Linked DNA regions of Gossypium hirsutum: region 1 is linked to region 2. Evidence: chromatin contacts called from public Hi-C data. All regions are on one chromosome and are shown on one strand. The core of a region is the stretch at or near the end of the contact, and the rest is flanking DNA. Distances in the headings are between cores, read along the strand shown.

What was found. Hi-C and Micro-C count contacts between places; a contact is called where the count stands out from the background.
Region 1: a Hi-C map of leaf shows a contact between it and region 2, with 2.2 times the contacts expected there. The contact joins the promoter of LOC107934480 here to the promoter of LOC107934462 in region 2. A contact is called at or near these places in 2 of 34 Hi-C or Micro-C datasets (both in leaf).

Annotation. Positions count from the first base shown.
Region 1 is chrD02:2,561,810-2,567,015 of Gossypium_hirsutum_v2.1, reverse strand. It overlaps LOC107934480 (xyloglucan endotransglucosylase/hydrolase 2), which reads right to left and starts at 3,275. Exons shown (of 3, transcript XM_016866921.2): 1 at 2,929-3,275; 2 at 2,304-2,497; 3 at 1,584-2,224. The coding sequence starts at 3,210. The coding sequence ends at 1,825.
Region 2 is chrD02:2,862,528-2,868,371 of Gossypium_hirsutum_v2.1, reverse strand. It overlaps LOC107934462 (serine/arginine repetitive matrix protein 2), which reads left to right and starts at 1,749. Exons shown (of 10, transcript XM_016866889.2): 1 at 1,749-1,886; 2 at 2,270-2,825; 3 at 3,185-3,625; 4 at 3,743-4,256; 5 at 4,724-5,844. The coding sequence starts at 2,294.

The DNA of each region.
Region 1 (5,206 bases), core at 2,026-4,525, 300 kb after region 2:
TTTATTTAGTTATTGTTATATCTAACAATTGTATCACATCATTATTTAAAATTTTAATTTTCAAGTGATAATATGATATAATATTAACATATTATCAAATTTTTATATTTTTAAATTTAAGAATTAAAATGAATCTAATTATAAATTCAAGTACTAAAACGGACCCAAAAGATGACATTAAGGATTAGTTTTCAAGAATGATAAAACGGACCCAAAAAACAAGTAAAAGTATTATTGAGACCTTTGTACTAGGAGTTAGATTGTATTAGATAATAAATTAATTTTTATACTTTAGATCAAAGAACAAACTGATCATTATATTAAAAAATTCATCTATTTCTACTATTAAAAACCAGTCAACATATGTCAACATATAGAACACATGGCACCAATTTTTTCGTCAAAATACATAAAAACTTTAACAAAAAATTAATTTACTTTTTATTCTAATATATGAAAATTAATTAATTTATTTTCTAAAATAAGAGTAAAAATATAATTGATTTTATAACAAGACTTTAAAAAACTAAATTGGTATACAAAAATTTATAAAAAGAGTCACACCACCCCTTCTTCACGTGATGTGATGGCTATTTTTCTAGGCTTATCCTATAATTTTTGGACTGTAGCTGCAGTTTCACAGTCTGGAACTCGGTGAAGCCCCTTTCCTTATCATTTAATAATATCTTTATTTTTTTGGGATTAATTTCGAAATTTGACAATTTCTTTTTCAAAATTAGTCCTTGTATTTAGATTCTATTAAAATATAATACATAAGATTCTAACATATCATCAATTGGAAATTTTAGAGTGATAATGTGTATGATATTAGAGTGACATGCCATTTCAAAAATCAAATTAAAAAAATCGTCCAAAATAGGAAATTAATGATCAAGGATCAAGATGAAGAAAGTATTAAATTTAGAGACTAAATGATAATTTACCCCTAATTTAATAATAATAAAGTTGGTGAAAACTGGTGCATGCATTGCATCGTGATCCTATTTCACTTCCCTCAGGACAGGAAAGCCTTATCCTTTGACACACATAAAAACAAAAGCTCTTTAGTTCCATAAATTTGCCCCATAATTCGTACGACCTTCTGCCCCATAATTACTAAGAAAAAAAATTATATTATTATTAAATAAAAAATCTTGGTACTCATTTTTAAAATTTGTCATTAATTCCCACTTGCTGATATAAAGATTATTGAATTACATTTATTGTTCCAACAAGAAATCGAAACCAGAAATCAACTTAAAAATTGGTAAAATTAAAATTTAGATTAAAAAAGTGGAGTTTCTTTTTTCCTTCCTAAAGCATTTCAATCTACATTTCAGTCGGCTATTAATGTTTTTAGATTACAATCCGGATGCATCTGGCTCGTGTTTATGAGGCGAGGCGATTGTGTTGAGCAAATTTGAGAATATGATTATTGTGATGAGTTGTTAGAAACAGATTGTATGAAAGCACTGCATCATATTAAAAATATCTTAATAATTTCTATGTCATTCAATTTATCTTGAAAGGAGATTACCTCTGTGGTAGGGGAAGAATTACTTTGAAGTTGAATGAATATTAAATACTCAAAAAGAGGAAAATTTTATTATCAGAAACAGGGAATTTACATCTATTTTCAAGATGATTTAAGAAGCAACAAAGAGAAATAAAAATACATAAAAAGAATAATAATAATAATAATAACTTATTCAACTTGAATACATAGTAAGAAAGTAGTGAAAAAAAGAATATATTACATGGAAAAGAGGAGAGGTTTGATTTTAGAACCCTGGGCGTTTACACTCTGGTGGAACAGGTTTGATTTTAGAACCTTGGGCGTTTACACTCTGGTGGAACACCTTGAGGGAAACGTTTCAAATCAGTGCAATAGTTATAAATCATGAAATATTTTTGAACCCATCTTAATCTTCTTCTTCCTGGTGCATCAAGTTCGTTTGTTTCCCATGCACCGGCGGAGACCGAGTTAGTTTTAGCACATGATGAACTTGTTCCTGACCAGACACAAGCATTGGCATTGAAGTTCCTGTAATAAGCTGTGAAAGGTGCTTTTGCCCAATCAGTTTTCACTAATCCACCCCTTGTGGCCCAATCATCAGCATTCCATAAACTAGAGTAAATCCTCATGGGTTGGCTCTTGGGGAATGGTACACCAATGGATTCAGCATTTTTGAAGACTCTAATGGGGGTGTTATCCACCAAGAAACTGAGAATAAAAAACAAAAAGTAGCTAATGTTATTAAGGCAAAAGACAAAGTAGCAGGCATTATTTGATGGGTTCTTACATGATGTGTTGGGGTTTCCAAATGATGGAATAGGTGTGGAAGTTTCTTGTAGGGTCAAACCAAAGATAGAACTGTTGTTCTCTGTTGCCTTTGCCTTGTGTAAAGACATTGGTGTGTAAAATGTAAGGGTCACCGCTCAGATTCCCTAAGAATTCAAAGTCTATCTCATCATGGGTTGGCCCTTGAGATGACAGCTGCAAAACATACACAAAAAATACATTAAAAACACTTCTAAAATGTAACATAAAAGCTTTGTAACACATTCTATATGTATGTAGCATGAAAAAGGTCATAAAGATAGGGATGGTTCAAAACCAAAATAATTGGTTAAAAAGCAAAATAATAAGTTCATTCTTGTGAATCAATACTCTTTCCTATTCTTTTTGTTCATACAAATTCTATTGTCATTATCTGTGTGTATGGAAGTTTTGTTATTAAAAGTAATCTCTTTTATTAAAAAATAAATATATTTACGTTAAATTAAAAATTAAACTAGTCATTATTTTTAAAATTTTATCTATTTTTATTATTAAACATATGTATCGAATGTAAAGTATAATCTAAGTGGATGATCGCATATCAACTAGCCTATTCAAAATAATGAAGTACTATATGTTTAACATACATAATAAGCAGTGACAGTGCCAGCTGAGTTGCCAGCAACAAGCTTGAGTTGCATATCGATCCTTCCAAACAAATACTCTTTCTTAGATTGAAAACCAGACCCTGAAACCCTGTCTAAAGACAAAGACAAGAGCTTGCCACCATTGAAAATCTTGCCTCTTCTGTCACCCCATGTTAGGTCGAAATCCTGGTAAAAGTCACCACCGTGGGCAACAAAAACCAAGGAGTTCAACACCAAACAAGCCAGTAAGGCCATTGAAACAACATTACAAGAAGAACCCATTTTTGCTTTGATATTGAAACTAAAGAATGAATGAGAAAAAGAGAGAAGAAGAGAGGGGTTTTGTGGATATTTTTCAAAGAGAGGGTGTATTTATATAGGGAAATGAAAGAAGGGGGGGGGGGGTTTGATGGTATGGAGAGGTGGGGGTAACGCGTGAGGCAATAACTGAGGGAGAGAGCCTAATAGGAAAGCTGGTGACAGCTTAGCAAAATACAATGAAAGCTGGATGTTTGGAAGCTTTTGTTTTGTGCCTCTGGGGAAGGGTGAATTTGAAAACTTTTCTTGGGTTTTAGCAAACAAAAGGGAACTAAACTATATAAATAAAGAAATGGATTAATATAACTTTTAGTCCGTAAACTTGGAAATTAAGTTCATTTTGGCACATGTACTTTTTTGTTATCCACTTTGGTAACTAAACTTAACAACTAGGTCCATTTTGCAAGACTTTCGAAATTGGACTAGTGGTCGAACTGGTTAGGTCATCGGTTTGACTAGTTCGATCGATCTATCTAGTTCGATTAAATAATCATTAAAAAATTCATACAAAAACATTAAAAATAAAAAATTTTGGTTCAATCACTTGATTTAACCGATCCGTATCGATTCCCAACTTAATTGGTTAAAAGGATTTCTTCGGATTAGTACCCCAACTAGTTCTTAGTCCAATCGGCTCAACCGACCAATTAGGTCCAGTTCAGATAACCATGCCATTTTTGGCCCTTGAACTTAGCAAAAAGTAAAAGTTCGATGATGTGGCATTTCGAGATTGTGCCATGTCATCACCTAAAATTTATTTATTAAATTTTAGGTGATGATGTGGCACAATATTGGAGTGCCATGTCATCAAATTATGATGGAATCCGAGTTCAAAGACCAAAATGGACCTAGTTCTTAAGTTTAGATTTTAACATGGACCAAAAAAATATAAGTATCAAAATTGACTTAATTGTCGAGTTCAGGGACTAAAATTTATATTAACCCAAAGAATAATAAATGAGGAAAAAAAGGAAGGGGTTTTGATTTGGTTTTATGTGAGAAAAAGTATGTAGAATGATTTTGTTTCCCATGGAAATGACGTAGAAGGAAGGGGGTCCCTTCCCTATGATTTGCTTAAAAATAGGTGGGTGGATGACAACTAGGATCATGGATGGGGAATAAGTGTCTTTAGTTTAAGCCATGATGGACCACTAATTATATGTATTTTCTAGCCATTCAACGTTTGCCATGTGTTCAAAATGGTATCCGAGTCATTGTCTATTGCCTGGAAATTCTTCTTTAACACATTTTTATTAGGTCAAATTTTTATTTTGGTCCCTCTACTATGCTTAAATTTGCAGTTCAGTTCATATACTTTAATTTAGTATAAATTAGTTTAATGTTATAAGAATTAGATTATGGTTAAATAAGTTAGACAATTGGTTCCTAATTCAATACGTTAAATAATGATTAAAAAATTCAAAAAATTCTAGAGAAATTAATAAATGCAAATTCTAACCTTTGGTCAATAAATATGGTACAAAATCACCCAAAACAACTATTCATATGTTCTTAAGCCAGTTTCGATTTTAATTAAATCACAATGGTTCTCTTTATTCTGTATTATATATTAACTGATCGAACTGGTTGAACTATTAATTATCGATTCAACCTGAAAATATTGATTTGGAAATCTACTTCTATAAAATAATTAGTTAATCCAAATAGTTAATTAACACCGTTAATTGTTCTAATTAAAGTGTTGACAGGGGCATAGTTAGGGGATTGACAGGGACCCGACCCCCCTAAAATGAAAAATTTTCTATCTAGGTCCTTTAAAAATGATAAAAAATTTATTTAATCCTTTAAAAACTATAGAGATATATGCTATTAAAATGGTGAGATTACATTTTTACTATCGTAAAAATTACAATTTAATTTCGACCCCTCCTAAAATAAAATTTTGACTTCGTCCCTTAATGTTGGCATGAATTTTTCCTAGAAATACCACTTTCAACTT
Region 2 (5,844 bases), core at 500-2,999:
AGAATGACGTCTTTTATCTCTCTATATTTGGACATAATCAATAAATTGATTGGTTATAATAAATTTTTTTCATTATATCCTTTTGTATAAAATAACTTAGGTCAAATATTAATAGGATAAAAAAGGCATTTTGCGTTTTAAAGGAAACAAAAATCCCTAGTTTTTCCTCCTAATTGAGGTAAAAAAATTTTAAAGGTTTAAATTAGGGCTCAACTTTTTAGGAATTACTCATATAAAAATCAAATCTTTCAAAATAGTCATATAAGGGTTCGATTTTGACAGAAATGCTCAAATAAGGGCTTTTTACACACTTTTAACCTGGTTTGTAGTAAAAATTAGGTGAATGTTGACGTGTTTAAAATAAAACACGTGATAGTTGAATTAGATATTGATTAAAATGAAAAGAAAAAAAAACATAATTTGAAACATGATATACAGTATTTGAGAAGCCTTTTATTTAAGCACTTTTGTACATGATAAGTATTTATATGACTATTTTGAAAATTTTGATCCTTACATGAATAATCCATTGATCCTCCTTTCATTTATTTTTTATCCTTTTATTATACTCAAATTTAAAATTTAAATTTTGGATTTTAATTTAGCATAATCTATTCAATTTATTTTTAAAATATCATTAATTAGTTTAAATAATTATTCGTTAACTATTTCAATTAACTTAATGACAAAATTTTCTGAAAACACCACTTCCAACAAAATAAAATTTATGCTAACATAAGGAATTAAAAAAGAGCTTATTTGGACCTCATGTGATGGTCTAATTGTCAAGGGTGTTTACTATCTCAGGTGTGATCTGAGTTCGAATTCCACTAGTTGCGTTTGTTGTTCGAGTTTTGCTCTGTTATTATAATTCACACACAAAAAAAGAGCTTGTCCACGTCATTAAGATTTTTTGTATAATTCAATCACCTTTTATAATTTAATCGATTTAACTCACCACCTTTAAATATAATCAATTAATCAATCACTTATCGATCTAATTAAATTAATCTTATATTCGCCCAAATGACTTTTATTTTTTTAGTCGAATAATTAGGTTGAATTAATTTAAATTATATTATATATTATTACATATTTAAAATAACTAGAAATAATATGAATTAAATTTGGTTAAATCATTCTATTCGATTATAGAATTCATTAATCGACAATCGATTGACTTAACATTTATTTGGATCTTAAATCGATTTAATCAAACCAATAAATCTAATGTGTTAGTTAATTCAGTTATTAAAGGAAGGTTCACATGACACATTCCCATCAGCTCCTTTTATTATTATTATTATCATTATTTTTGCATTTTATGAAAAAATGGATCATTTTCAATTATGGTATTTTTGATACGTTTAAATTTGAGATTTAATTTTTACATTTTAATTTTTAACATAAATTGCACTAAATTTTATATATACAAAGTGTAGAACTTTAAAGTCATGATTGTTTAAATTGGACTGGACTGACTAGAACATCGGTCTAAAGAAGCATCAAACTGGTTGACCTGTGAATTGGTATGGGTCAGTTGAACTAGGCTAAAAACTGATTGAATCAATTTTTTATTTTATTTGATAGGTTTTTGATGATTTATTTAATCTAACAATACAAACAATGGCATAAGTTATGAGAACCTAGAGTATATTTTCATTTTTAAATTTTTACTTTATAATTTGACATAAGCAAATAATCAAGCCAAATGTTTACATAATAGACGGACCCAATCCAAAATTTGACCAAATTTTATTGTTTATTCGAAAGGTTTATAATTAAATCCCGCTTTTGCCCCCAGCACATCGCTTTCAGCCCTATATATGTACACATATTCATTATCCGCCCGACTTCGCCGTCGGATCCCAAAATTGCAGCATAAGGTAATGCCCCTTTCCTTCTTCTTTTTTTTTTATATATATATATTTTCTTACATTTTCCTTAATTTTCTTTGCATCCAAACATAGTCTTAGGGACTCCAAAAGTTATCAAATTATGAAAAATGGAATCTCAAATGCTTAACTTTAACGTATTTTTCTCCCTTTTTTGCTTCGAATTTAAGGTTTTGCTTCACCTATTCGGTAGGTTCTCTTTCTAGGGTTGCATTCGAATTGCAAATTGAAATTGGTATAGTTTTTAGTTTTGGAGTTTTCTAGGATTATTGAAGTACATCAGATCGCTTTTTTTTTCCAATAATTGAAGTGGAATTGGTATTTTTAGATTTTAGAATTTGGGTAATTGCTAATTTTATTTTTTTGACTTTTAGATCTTTAGGTTTTTTTAAAATTTGATGGCGGATCGGACCTCAGCTGCTCCAAAGCCTATATGGATGAAACAAGCTGAAGAGGCCAAGCTGAAAAGTGAGGCTGAAAAAGCTGCTGCTGCTAAAGCGGCTTTCGAAGCCACATTCAAAGATGTTGATAAGGGCCGTAACAAGGAGGTGGTAGCAGCTTCATCGGATAGTGAGTCTGAGGACACCAATGACTTGGTGGACAAACCGGTTGGACCTGTGGATCCTGCTAAGTGCATGGCAGCAGGACCAGGAATAGCTGGTGGCACAGCATGCGCAGCATCCACCTTTATGGTGGTAACAAAGGATGCAGATGGGAGGAAAGTGCAGAGTGGAGGTGCGCAGATTAAGGTGAAAGTTTCGCCAGGTGTGGGTGTTGGGGGTGCGGAACAGGAGGGCATTGTGAAGGATATGGGAGATGGGACTTACACGGTGACTTATGTGGTGCCCAAGAGAGGGAACTATATGGTGAACATTGAGTGCAATGGGAAACCCATCATGGGCAGCCCATTCCCAGTGTTCTTTAGTGCAGGTAACATTGTTAAGGCTACGTCTATTCGTTTTTAGTTGTATCTTTTGCTATCACTTGTCATGTAGATTTTTCTATATTCGTTAACCCTATTTGATTGTCCTATATAATGTAAATTTCTTAATGTCCAAGTAGTTGAAATAGTATTATTTACCTTGTTCGTTGTGAAGAAGTCTCACAATTTGGAATGAGAAAAGTTCCTGATGTGATTCACCTTCATATAATTTTGCCCACTGCCATCTAACTTGCTGTTGAATTTCTGTTATTGCTTAGTGTTGAGATGTTTGACTTCACTTTCGGGCATAGCTTTTGATTGCATTCTTAGCGCTCATGGTGCAGATGTTGAATTTGTTGTAATGCAGGTACTTCTACTGGAGCTGTACTAGGGGTGGCGCCTGCATCCACATATCCAAATCTAGTAAATCAAACAATGCCCAACATGCCAAACTACACAGGATCTGTTTCTGGAGCTTTCCCCGGCTTGTTGGGTATGATCCCAGGCATTGTTTCTGGTGCTTCAGGTGGTGCTATTTTACCAGGAATGGGGGCATCTCTTGGGGAAGTTTGTCGAGAATACCTCAATGGCCGTTGTGCTAAAACTGATTGCAAATTGAACCATCCTCCCCACAATTTGCTGATGACTGCTTTGGCAGCAACAACCAGCATGGGAACTCTCAGTCAGGTTCCTATGGCACCTTCTGCAGCTGCAATGGCTGCTGCTCAGGCTATTGTTGCTGCTCAGGCCCTTCAAGCTCATGCTGCTCAGGTGCAATCACAAACTCAGTCAACCAAAGATTCATCTGGTACTGTTTATACTATCTTGCTTTCCACTACTGTCGTTTCTTTAATTTACTTTCCAAGTCCTATATATTTCCCTTTTAGCTAAGTGTCCAACCTCACTGTTATCTGCTCCTTGTCAGACTCTCCTGACAAAGCTGCAAAGGCTGATGCATTGAAAAAAACCCTACAAGTTAGCAATCTTAACCCACTTCTCACAGTGGAACAGTTGAAGCAGCTTTTTAGCTTCTGTGGTACAGTTGTTGAGTGTACAATCACTGATTCAAAGCATTTTGCATACATAGAATATTCAAAACCAGAGGAAGCAACGGCTGCTTTGGCATTGAACAATATGGATATTGGTGGTCGACCATTAAATGTGGAAATGGCCAAAACACTTCCTCCGAAACCTGCTATTTCATCCTTGACTTCTTCATCTCTACCTTTGGTGATGCAGCAAGCTGTTGCCATGCAACAGATGCAATTCCAACAGGCTTTGCTTATGCAACAAACATTGACTGCTCAGCAGGCAGCTAACCGAGCTGCAAGCATGAAGTCTGCAACAGAATTAGCTGCAGCAAGAGCTGCAGAAATAAGTAGGAAGCTAAAAGCTGATGGACTTGTTACTGAAGAGAAGGAAACCAAGAGTAAGTCTAGGTATGTCTCCTCATCAGGACAAGTTTATTTCCCTGCAAGCATGTATTGTTTCTTAAGGCTTAATATTGTTAAAGAATATGGAGTTACTTGTGTTCTCCTATGTTTGCCTAAAAGCTGTTATTATAAAGTTCCATGGGATTAAGTGATTTGCAAGCAGAATGTCACTGCTTAGCATGTTTGGAGTATCTATATGTTGGTCCTTTTGGTTTATGGGTATACAATAGGTTGCTGCCTGCAGCATTGTTTTCCAATCAATACTGTTTATGATGTGTATTTTATCATGAGTAGCACATGTCTTTTTTGCACTGATTCTCTCATGTTTTTAAATCTTCGTTGTCTTACAGATGATATTTTACATATTGGGAATCAAAAAATCAAAGTCTTCCCTTGTTTGTCTGTATGTTCCTAGGTTTCAATTTCCATAATGATAAATCAGAGTTATACTAATTTATAACTCCTGTTTATAGGTCACCATCCCCTTCTCGTGCAAGGTCAAGATCCAAATCAAAATCACCCCTTAGTTATCGGAGAAGATCAAGATCAAAGACTAGATCACCAATTAGTTATCGGCGAAGATCAAGGTCCAAGTCAAGATCACCGATCATTTATAGGCGAAAGTCAAGGTCAAAGTCAAGATCACCAATCAGTTATAGGCGAAGGAGGAGGTCTCGCTCTTATTCACCTCTGCCCCGTTTCCAACGAGACCGTAGGTCCAGATCACCTGTGCGATCTCATCATCGTTCAAGATATGAAAGTGAACGACGTTCATATAGAGATAGAGATGACAATGACAGGAGTGGCAGACGAGATTTGGAGAGATCGCGTGATCGTCATTCATCTATTTCGAGGAGAAATAGGAGTATTAGTCCTCGAACTAGAAAATTAACTCCTGTAGATTCTGACTCCCCTAAACATAGTAGAGAAAGTTCACCTAAGCTTAGGAAATCATCCCATCCAGGTTCAACATCACCAAGGCATCACAGAAGAAATAGGTCATCCCCAAAGAATGATGATGAAAGGAAATTGAAATATAGAAAGCGCTCTAGGTCAAAGTCTGTTGATTCGGATAACAAAAAGAATGAGACCCCAGATGAAAAAACAAAGCACCGCAGTAGAAGGCGATCCAGGTCATTATCTTCAGAAGGTAGACCTCAAAGAAGCAGGTCTTCTTCTGCAAGTTCAGATGAAAACAATTCAAAACACAGACGGCAGTCCAGATCAATTTCTGTAGAAGGCAAGGTTCGCTCCGGCAGTAAAATTGATGAAGTGAGAAAAGATGAATTGAGACATGGCGATAGAAGGCGATCACGATCAGGATCTGCTGAAGGTAGGCATTACACCAAAGAGAGGAGTGAGAGAATCAGAGATAAGAAATCTAAGCATCGGGATAGAAGGCGGTCGAGGTCAAGATCTGCTGATGGCAAGCATCAGGATAGAAAGAGGTCAAGGTCAAGATCTTTTGATGGCAAGCATCACAGAGGAAGCAGGAGGTCCCCCAGAAATTCAGATGAAAATAGATTAAAACACCGACGGCGCTCTAGGTCAAAGTCTACTGAGGGAAAACATCGATCCATTGATAAAGTAGATG